Linked DNA regions of Mus musculus: region 2 is linked to region 1. A link is a contact called in public Hi-C data. All regions are on one chromosome and are shown on one strand. The core of a region is the stretch at or near the end of the contact, and the rest is flanking DNA. Distances in the headings are between cores, read along the strand shown.

What was found. Hi-C and Micro-C count contacts between places; a contact is called where the count stands out from the background.
Region 2: a Hi-C map of ECoMG-derived neutrophils shows a contact between it and region 1, with 3 times the contacts expected there. The contact joins two enhancer-like sites. A contact is called at or near these places in 3 of 484 Hi-C or Micro-C datasets (ECoMG-derived neutrophils, bone marrow-derived macrophages and nephron progenitors), 2 of 115 datasets of contacts at active chromatin or transcription factors (CD8 T cells and the HPC-7 cell line) and 3 of 9 other capture datasets (adipose tissue, liver and pancreatic islet).

Annotation. Positions count from the first base shown.
Region 1 is chr10:7,934,283-7,939,010 of GRCm38.p6, reverse strand. The region is part of intron 1 of Tab2 (TGF-beta activated kinase 1/MAP3K7 binding protein 2); the gene reads left to right. Among named protein-coding and RNA genes, the nearest start is that of Tab2, 19 kb to the left of the region's middle. Within about 2 kb of position 2,245, at least 35 of the 459 cell types and tissues checked have an H3K27ac peak or open chromatin away from gene starts, as enhancers often do. A contact at or near this core is called in ECoMG-derived neutrophils, the HPC-7 cell line and bone marrow-derived macrophages, where this site is marked.
Region 2 is chr10:8,068,603-8,073,940 of GRCm38.p6, reverse strand. No RefSeq gene overlaps it. Among named protein-coding and RNA genes, the nearest start is that of Gm30820, 91 kb to the right of the region's middle. Within about 2 kb of position 3,645, at least 29 of the 459 cell types and tissues checked have an H3K27ac peak or open chromatin away from gene starts, as enhancers often do. A contact at or near this core is called in ECoMG-derived neutrophils, the HPC-7 cell line and bone marrow-derived macrophages, where this site is marked.

The DNA.
Region 1 (4,728 bases), core at 996-3,495:
TATTAATAAGTGTATGTTTTAGTTCCAAGTCTATTTCTTTATATTTCATATGTTTCATGACGTTCAGAAATAGGGAACCTTATGCACATATACCCACTTTGCATACTAAACCTTTTTGTAGAAGACAAAAGTGTTTGTTTTATAGCTTCAGAATGAGTCAAAATCCAGGTTCTAATCCAAGGCCTGCCACTAAGCTATGTAAGAAACTTAGTCCATAGAGTCTAGGTGTGTGTTGTAGATACTTTGAAATGAAGTATTTTGTTTCTACTTTTAAGGTATTCCTTCCCTAATTTACTAATTTAATTAATAAATTCATGAAATTTCTTACAGCTCAGTAAATAAGTTCATGGATTTCCCCCCACCCCCACCCCCCCAGACAGGGTTTCTCTGAATAGCCCTGGCTGCCCTGGAACTCACTTTGTAGACCAGGCTAGCCTCGAACTCAGAAATCCGCCTGCCTCTGCCTCTCGAGTGCTGGGATCAAAGGCATGCGCCACCACGCCCGGCTTCATGGATTCTTAATGAGCATCTAGGTTCTCATTGGGGTTTTAGATAATCCATTTTAGCTGCTGTCTTAGGGGTTTACTGCTGTGAAGAGACACTGTGACCAAGGCAACTTTTATAAGGACAACATTTAATTGGGGCTGACTTACAGGTTCAGAGGTTCAGTCCATTATCAAGGCAGGAGCATGGCAGCATCCAGGCAGGCATGGTGTAGGAGGAGCTGAAAGTTCTACATCTTCATCTGAAGACTGCTAGAAGACTGGCTTCCAGGCTGCTAGGATCAGGGTCTTAAAGCCCATACCCACTGTGACATACTTCCTCCAACAAGGCCACACCTCTAAATAGGGCCACATCCTAACTCAAGCATATTCAAACCACATCAACTAGTGGAATTTTGGTTTTCCCAATGTATTTTCTGGTATTTGAAATTGCAAAACAAAGTCTAATGTTTGATTTATTAAGAACATTTTAGTTATTTTGTACACCTTATGTGTCAATATTGCATATAGGCAATGTTCTATATTTAAGCACATAGTCCATGTCACCAAAAATATAGAGCAGTACAAGGATGGCGATGACTTGTGGTGTTTATTAGTCCACAGGAGCATTAGTAGTTCTGAGTGTCGCCGTGAGGACGGAAGCAGGGGAGAAGAATTCAAGAAGAAGGTCAAACTAAGGTTGATTTTGAAGAAGTAGTTTTAGCATGTGTCAAAAGTGGAGAGATTGCATTCTAAGCAAGATCATTGCTCACTGAGGGAAGAAAAGGGGTTTGAATATGTTCAGAAAGCCGGAATGGATTTCTACAGATACAGGGACTGATGGGAAGTAAAAGTAGATCAGTTTTAAGAAAACAAGTAATAATAATAAATGCTGGCAAGGCTTTGAGCAAAAGGAAAGTCACATGTATACTGCTGATGGGAGGGTGAGGTAGTCCAGCAACTGTGAGAATCAATATGAACACCTCTCAAAGACCGAAAAATAGATCTATCATGTCACGCACCCAAACCAGGCCTCCAAGTCAAGTCACAGAGGTACAGCAGAGGAATGGATAAAGAAAATGTGGTGTATGGACACAGATAGAATGCTTTCCACTCAGAAGAGCAAAGTAGATGAAAGTGAATGAAGCCAGTCTCAGAAAGACAAAAACCATATACATTCTCACTTTCAGTTGCTAGATGTGATAAAAATATGTAAAACCATGTATTTGTATATAACCCTGATATAAAGCTATAGTGGGAGCAAAGAGGACTAATGGAGAGGGAAAGGAAGAAGATAGAAGACTGGAATGTGCCCGGAGTTGAGAATGCACTTGTGTAAAAATGCCCTTCTAAGAACAGGGCCATGGATGATGACTATACACAAGAATATTTTTTTTGAAACTTAAATATTTAAAGTAAGTAGATTTAGCAGTAGGTAAATAATGGCACAGGTGGTAGAATGCTTACCGAGCATGCCTAAGGCCCCAAGCTCAGCAAAACATAAGCCATGCATGGTGATTCAGCACACCTGTAGTTATGCCACTGGGGAAGTGGAAGCAAGAGGGCCAACCACCCAGCGAGTTTGAGGCCAACTTAGAGTATATGAGACTCTGCCTTTTTTTTTAAAGGTACATTTAATAGATTTTAATCTAAATTGCATGACCCTAAAGATACCTAAGGTTAGGATTTGAAGGAGAGGTGCACACAGAAGGGAAAGGGTTAGGGTTTTACACAGCAGAGCACAGCAGTGTCAGCAGTTCCTCTTTAAGGTAACTAACTGTGCTGTTTCACTACCACGTTTCCCTATAATTGTCTATCTTCTGCTTTTACAACCTTGTTTTTTCTTATTGACCGATCTCCTCCTCATCTCTGGTGTAGTCACTGTTCTCAATTTCAATCCATATTTGGATGTGTCACATTGAACCTGACAAATTACATTTTCAAAATAACATAATCGTCGTTATTTTATGCATTCAAAACCAAAAGCTAGAGAGGAAATCTGTAGCTTTCTTGACCTCTGATGTAGAGACCCAAACTGGAGAAGGCAAACTGGAATGGATTTTAGTGGGAGTGGCAAGCAGGAAAGGAGCCTGAATATTGTTTCTTATTTGTGTTGTTTCAGTTCTTACGCTGCTGCTGTAATTTCTTCTGTGCTCATTGGCTTCCTACTAGCTAGGCTAAAATGTAGAGGGCAGTTTGAATAAGTTGCTTTATGAATTAGTACTTGCTGAATCCCTTTCAGACTTAACTGGCAACTTTGGTGTATGCACGTGGCAGTGTGTTTAAGATGACTAAGACTTCTATATGTTCTTAGTTAAAGGGAAATCCTGAAAAGGGAGAGAGGGAGGGAGAAAAGGAAGTATGAAAGGGTCTGGACTCACAAAACGAAAGGTCTAAACTTAAACACTCCCTACACAGAGTAACCAGACCTTGGAGATTTTAAACATTGAATTTTTTTTTTTTTTTTGAACTTCAAGCATCAGGTAACTATTTCACAACATAAGAGAGGAAAAGGTAAACTTTGAGGTTCTTTCTACAGAGCCAAACATACCATGATAGTAAAATAGAATAAAAGACTACAGACCAGTCTCAGGAAAGTTGGTGAAAAACAATGCTTAATTAATCAAGTGGTCTCCATATAATAATATTGTAGATGAATTAGTGTTAGGTGAACACAGGTGTGGAAAATCTAAAGGATATCAAAAAGTGGAAGAGGGGAATTTCAAGTTATTTTTAAAAAGAAGAATATAGCGATATTCCTAAGTGTTCACATCTCAGACCAGAAACCACCATTTTGGTACAAGAAAATGGTAAGATGCTAGAATTCCCATTTTAGTATTTAGGAAAATGCCAAGTTCCTATTAAGAAGTCATAAATCAAAGCCTATTGGGATGTTGCCTATAACTGCATAGGAGGCTGAGGCAAAAGGAGACCTGGCTGCATAATGAGACCTACCTGCCATCCTCCCTAGCCCCAACATCACTGTTAGATAACGTTGTCCTGGAGATGCTCCATAATACAGTTAGACCAAAAGTAAATACGTAAGTAAAGCCAGGCGTGATCGAAAGGGAGGAGACAGGTCTACTATTCTCTAATACTTTATACATGGAAAACAGCCAAGAAGACAAGCTGAAATGTTACTGTGAGTAATGAGATTTCAATATGATAGCTAATTATAAAATTATATTGATTTATCTACAGTGCTTTCCCTCCTTGGTAGTCTTTAAAGTAGTGAAAGGTCTCCAAAAGAGTTAGTGACAGGGAATCTCTCATGACTTTTTTTTTTTTCCCTTTGTGAGGAATATACAGATAAAATCCTATCTGAGTGATATACTTCCATGTCAAGTTTTTAAAACTATTTTGAAAGAAAGTTGTGGTATGAATACATTTTAAGTAACTGTAAAGAAATGTTTTTCTTAAATTCCTTGTGGCTTGTGACACTTGCTTTATACTTGGTAAATGGCAGAGGAGTTGTAATCTGATCTTAGAGCCATATTTGGTAAATAATAATTTTGTGTGGAACCCACTATTCTACCAGTAAGAGGGAAATTATTACCCATATGTGGTAGAAGGCTATTTTCTTTAACTGTATAAAAATCAAGCTATATCATGGATTAATTACTTTCCTGGGTTTGTTGTTGTTGTTGTTTTAAGTTCTGCATCCTAGAGCTAGGTTCTAACAAATCTATTGGCACACCTATTTTCTACTTTACTGGAAGAGGGGAAAAATCTTGTTTTCTACCAACTATCTTTATATCCTTAATGTAAATTGTTACATCATTGTTTATCTTCAGCTGTGAGAATTGAGCTGTCTCATATATTCTTTCTTGTAGTTATTCTGAAGCCAGTGTTGATAAATCACTTTCATCTCTAAGAATGGGACGCACTTTTATTACATCTAAAGCTTATTAAACATGGCTCTTGCTTTAGAATTTATGAAAATGAAAGCTTAAGTTTACCTCAATGTTCAGAGCAGAAATAAAGCAAATAGAAAAGAATGTGTTTCATTTTTTAGTGATGCAAAACAATGTATTGGAAACTTAATATGCAGCAGGCTTTGGGTGCTTCCTGTACACAATGAAACTTAAGGCAGCCCAGTGGAATGGTAGCCAGTTGTCTGCCATTTGGTAGAACAGGAATTTTGGGCTGGGAAAATTTTTATTCAAGGCCATATTGAAGTGAGAGTTGAACCAAGGTCCCTGTCTTCTAGGGTGCTTTTCTCTATAACATACCATCACAAAACATG
Region 2 (5,338 bases), core at 2,396-4,895, 130 kb before region 1:
ATAGTTGGAAATGCATAAGGAAGAGAGGGGTTATGTACTTCTGGATGTGAGCTGTACTTAAGGACAAGCTCCTCCCATGAAGTTTTCCCACTGAAAAGGTTTCACTTAAATCTAATCAAGCATCTAGATCTAACTATGGATTACAGGAAATATTTAGAGCGTGTGCTAAGTTGTGATAGCACCATGATGGGAATGGCCATATCTAGACAGTGGTAAATTCTGTAACACAAATGACTTGGTTTCTCCAATAAATAAATGTCATGAATGTCATGAGGAAGTGGAACTAGCTTAACAAACCAGACACTTGAGCAATATATCAACCATATATATATATATATATCATGTGTGTATATTTTTGGAGTCTTGATTCAAGGAAGCCAGCTGTAAACATTGAGGCAGATTTAAGTGCTAATAGATATTGAGAATATATGAGAACCATGTAAGATATAAGGAATTATGTCTCTTACATGCCTGAGAACTGTCTCCAGCACCCAACATGGGTATTTCTCCCAAGAAGAGGATGGAGAGCTTAAGGAAAAAAATAATTTCGTGTGGCAGGGAAATACTAATGAGAAATTATGTCAACAAGTGATCAATTGGCAAGGAGTTTATTTAAGACTTATGCAGTAGGGGAGAGAGGTTGATTTCAACACTAGACACCACTGGGAGAAGTGGCCATTTATAGCCAACAGACAGAAAGAATGAATGGATAGAAAATTAATAAAAAGAAAGTTGTTAGGTATCAAGGCTTGATGAGAGAACAGTAAGGCTTAGGGGGTTCTCTGTAAACTGACTGAGCAAAACTCTCTACTAAAAGTAGGCTTAGCAGATGTACTGGCAGGTTTTGTGTGTCAGCTTGACTCAAGCTGGAGTTATCACAGAGAAAGGAACTTCAGGTAAGGAAATGCCTCCATGAGATTCAGCTTTAAGGTATTTTCTCAATCAGTGATCAAGCAGGAAGGGCTCCTTGTGGGTGGTGCCATCTCTGGGCTGCTAGTCTTGAGTTCTACAAGAGATCAAGCTGAGCAAGCCAGGGGAAGCAAGCCAGTAAGGAACATCCCTCCATGGCCTCTGCATCAGATCATACTTCCTGACCTGCTTGAGTTCCAGTTCTGACTTTATTTGGTGGTGAACAGTAGTGTGGAAGTGTAAGCTGAATAAACCCCTTCCTCCTCAACTTGCTTCTTGGTCATGATGTTTGTGCAGGAATAGAAACCCTGATTGAGACAGCAGACCAACGTGAGGCTTAAGGACCAGGCTTGAGGACTGGTCAGAAAAGGGGAAGTTGACAAAGGTTTGGTCAAGGGAAGGAGGTTCTTTGTCAGATATAGAAAGACTCTAAGGATGGAAGGAGCACAATAAAGAGATTAGAGATGAAAGGGAAAATTCAGAGATTTTTGGTTTACTGCTTAATTAGACCAGTAGACATCCAGAGATGTCACTCACCAGGCCAAACTGAGAACCTAGGGGTGGCATCTGGCATGGGCTGAGGAACTACCTGGGGCAGGGCTGAGAGTTGAATTATGATTCTACTTTGAGACAAAGGCCTGCTTTACACAACTTCCTCTACCTTGTGTATGCTTGACTAGCAAACACCACTCATTGGACATCAATTTTTCTCATCGACTCACATTTACTGACTTCTCCCAACACCCCTCCCCTAAAAGGTCTAGTAGCTGTCTACAATGGTTGACTATGCAATCTCAAACAATGTTTCTGAGGCAGAGACACACAAAACAAGAGACTGTGATTTCCAGCCTACACTGGATCAAACTGGACCCAAAGTCTCTAGTCCATGCAACTACCTGATCCCTATCTACAGACAAGAAAACATTAGATTGGTAGATTGTGTCTGTGTTGACTCCACTCTTTCTGAACCCTGTGACTCTGGATCGTTTCATCACTGGCCAACCCCCTGCAAGCCTGGCCAATCAAAACAATTCCTTGTGAGCCTTATTGAGTACTGTTATCCACACGGGCTAAAGCCTGGCAAGCTGTCTACTATGAGAGAAAATAAGCCACTGAAGAAGAAATGCCAGCTCGGAATCTTTCTTTTCCAAGGAACTACCTGGTCAATAAAGACAAGTTCAGGGCTGTGCTAGACACCTCACACTTTCTAAGTTCATCAAAATGAACGTTAAACAATTAGCAACATTGTGTTTTAAGGGGGGAAAAAATCTCTTATTGAAAAACAAACCAGGGAAGAATATTAAGCCATAAGTTTCTTGGTTGATGTTTTTGTTTTTGTACAAAGCTTTGTTCCCAAGCAGGCAGATAAAAAAGTGGTCAAACGGTTCTACCCTGTACACTTGATATTCATGTTTCCAGAACTGAGTAGAGAGGCTCCCAAGAAATGAAATCCCCTCTTTCCCATTTCCCTGTTGTCTTTCAAAACAGCAGGACTGCCAAGATCAGCCCCCAAAGAGCTTCCTTTGAAGTTCCTCATGCTTCCCCTACAGCCGGAGCAAAACAACCACCTAGACTGTGTGCCCAGTCCCCAGGGGAACAGCTGGGAGGCCAGGCTGCCATGCTCAGTGGAACATAGGGCTAAGCCACTACAAATAGTTTTGCAAAAGTGACATAGAGTGAAAGATAATGGGACCATCACTCCAAGGACCGGGGCTCATGGGTTGTACGCATAGATCATTTGTGTCTGGAGAAGGGAATACTTTCTCTTCCTGGGGCCTGAGTATTCCTGTATTTCAGGCCAAGGATTCATTTCTACCTCCATTCAAGTTTAGCATGGGTATCTCCCCCCCCCCCATGCTCTCTATGAGGTACCCTTAACTACCATTCCATCATACATGAAAACTGTCTTTGTCATAAATATAACAAAAAATGTTTCAGAACACAATTAAGGGTAAAAAGGTCTTCCCAAATCAACCCTGAAGTCGGTATGGAAAGAAATGGAGACCAGCCAAAATAAGAAATGCAAAGCTATGTGTTCAGAGCCGAGGGCATGGGAACCCACCACCATCATTTACATTTTGACAGTCTCAAAGGCAGTAACAGACATAGGCAAACTTTACTGGGGAAAGGGGAAGGTTTCTGATGTGCCTGATTGATTGGGGGCTGTTGAACTTGGGGCACTGAAGCTGGAGAAACTAGACGCCACATCATCTGTAATTGGCTAGGGCTACAGATTTGGCTTTCTTTAATTGGTTTTAAATTGGAAGCAGAAACAAAGATTAGGGAAGTTTTTTCTTATTAATCAAGCCTTGGCCATTTGGAGCTGACACAGGGTTGTGGCTTAGCTCGTTGGTTGTTACCAGAGATAGCAGGCTGGCTTTCCTGTGAGTCTGATGTATAGCAGGCTGGCTTCCTGTAAGTTTGACCTATAGCAGCCTGGCTTCCTGGGCTGTTTTGCTATAGATAAAGGGGTTGGCTTCCAGGGAAGGCTGGGGTCAGAGCTCCATTTTCCTAGATAATAGAATTCCTGATATTTGTATATCATCTCTCAGTGCCCTGAAACAGGAGATCTGCAGGTAAGAAAATCCATGTATGAAGCAAGGCAAATTTCCATTCAGATAGTATGAACAAGATTTCACATCTACAGCTTTCCTATGCCTTATTACTGTCATGAGGATGTGGTTGGCTTGACCTCATGACTTCTAGATTCATGTTCTCTTATGCTTGGGGCAGGAGGAACCCAGTAGCCTTCTGAAAGGGAAAGATGGCTCCTTAAGCCCACTTCCCTACTTCTGGCCACTCCAGTCTCCCAAGTACTGCCCTAAAGCAAATTTAGTTTGAAGGGAATAAAGGAATAATTTAGATCAAAATACCTTAATGGATCCACACATTGGATGTCAGGACTCAATCAGACTTTACACAAGTCTGCTCCAGCTGCCTTAATAACATGCAACAGGCTGGTTGGCTTAAACAACAGACACTTATTTCCTTGAAGTTTGGAAGATTGGATGTTAAGATGATAGAAAATCCCATTTTAATCTGAAACGTCTTCTGAAAACTTGTAGTGAGTTTGCTGTTTGCTCATATAGCCTTGCCTCTGTGTTTTTGGAGACCCTGGTTATCTTCTTAGAAGGGTCTCTCCTCTCATTAATCCCGTTGGACCAGATGCCCACCCCATTTAACTTAATTGATTCCTTTTGGCTCTTTGTCCAAATACACTCACATCCAGCATCACATGGATTTGGCAGAGGCACAAATATTCAGCCCGTAATCTGACCTAAGTCTCCAGTTGTTCACCTAAAACTCCCACTTAGAAAGTGGGTAGTCATCAAGACAACCCAACTGTAAAATTTTAAAGCAATTTTATTTTAGAATTTCATAAACCTTTTGACCACATTCATTTGCTTTACCTCAGCTCCTCCCAGATCCACAGCACCTCTCTACTTACCCAGCTTCATGCCCTCATTTTCTAAAATTCAGCAAGACCAATTTGTGCTGCCCATACACTCTAGGGCGGGTCGGTATTCACCAGAGTGTGGTTTGCCTACCAGTGGTCACACTCTTAAAGAAAATGGGCTCTCCCTCTCCCAGTAGCTAGCCATTGCCAATAACTCCTACACTATGGGTGGGATTTTGTGTCTACCTCCCCTCTCTATCCCGGGATTTGTTCTGACTTGAGTGTCACAGGTCTTGTACACACTGTCGCAAGCACTGTGAGTTTATCTGTACCACTACCTTGCTGTGTCCAGAAACTTGTGTTTCTTTGTAGTCACTCACTGCTTCTAGCTCTTAAATCTTTTTGCTGCCTCTTTTGCAATGATCCCTGCACACTAGAAAGAAGGGGGTATGAGATATGTCTCATTGAGGAATGAATGTGATGGATTGTCTATTCTTGGCCCAGGGAATGCACTATTAGAAGGTATGGTCCTGTTGGAGTATGTGTGGCCTTGTTGGAGTAGGTGTATCATTGTGAGTGTGGGCTTTAAGACTCTCCTCCTAGCTGCCAATATGGAAGCCAATATTCTGCTATCAGTCTTCAGATGAAGATATAGATTTCTCAGCTCTGCCTACACCGGGTATTCCTGGACACTGCCATGCTCCTGCCTTGCCGATAATGGACTGAACCTCTGAACCTGTAAGCCAGCCCCAGTTAAATGTTGTCTTTATAAGAGTTGCCTTGGTCATGGTGTCTGTTCACAGCAGTAAAACCCTAACTAAGGCAATGAGCATTCCAGTCTCTTATTCTCCACATCTTCACCAGATGTGGTCTCTGTGTAAATCACACACTCCCAGGATGCGAGTTGAGGGATACACTTACTCATGGGTATAATGCTAAGTCATTAGAATTCAGTTTAATCCTCTCATTGGCATAATAATAGTCGGTTCTCTCCTAGGGCCTGTGACAGTGACAGGTTTTATGGGTTTTATG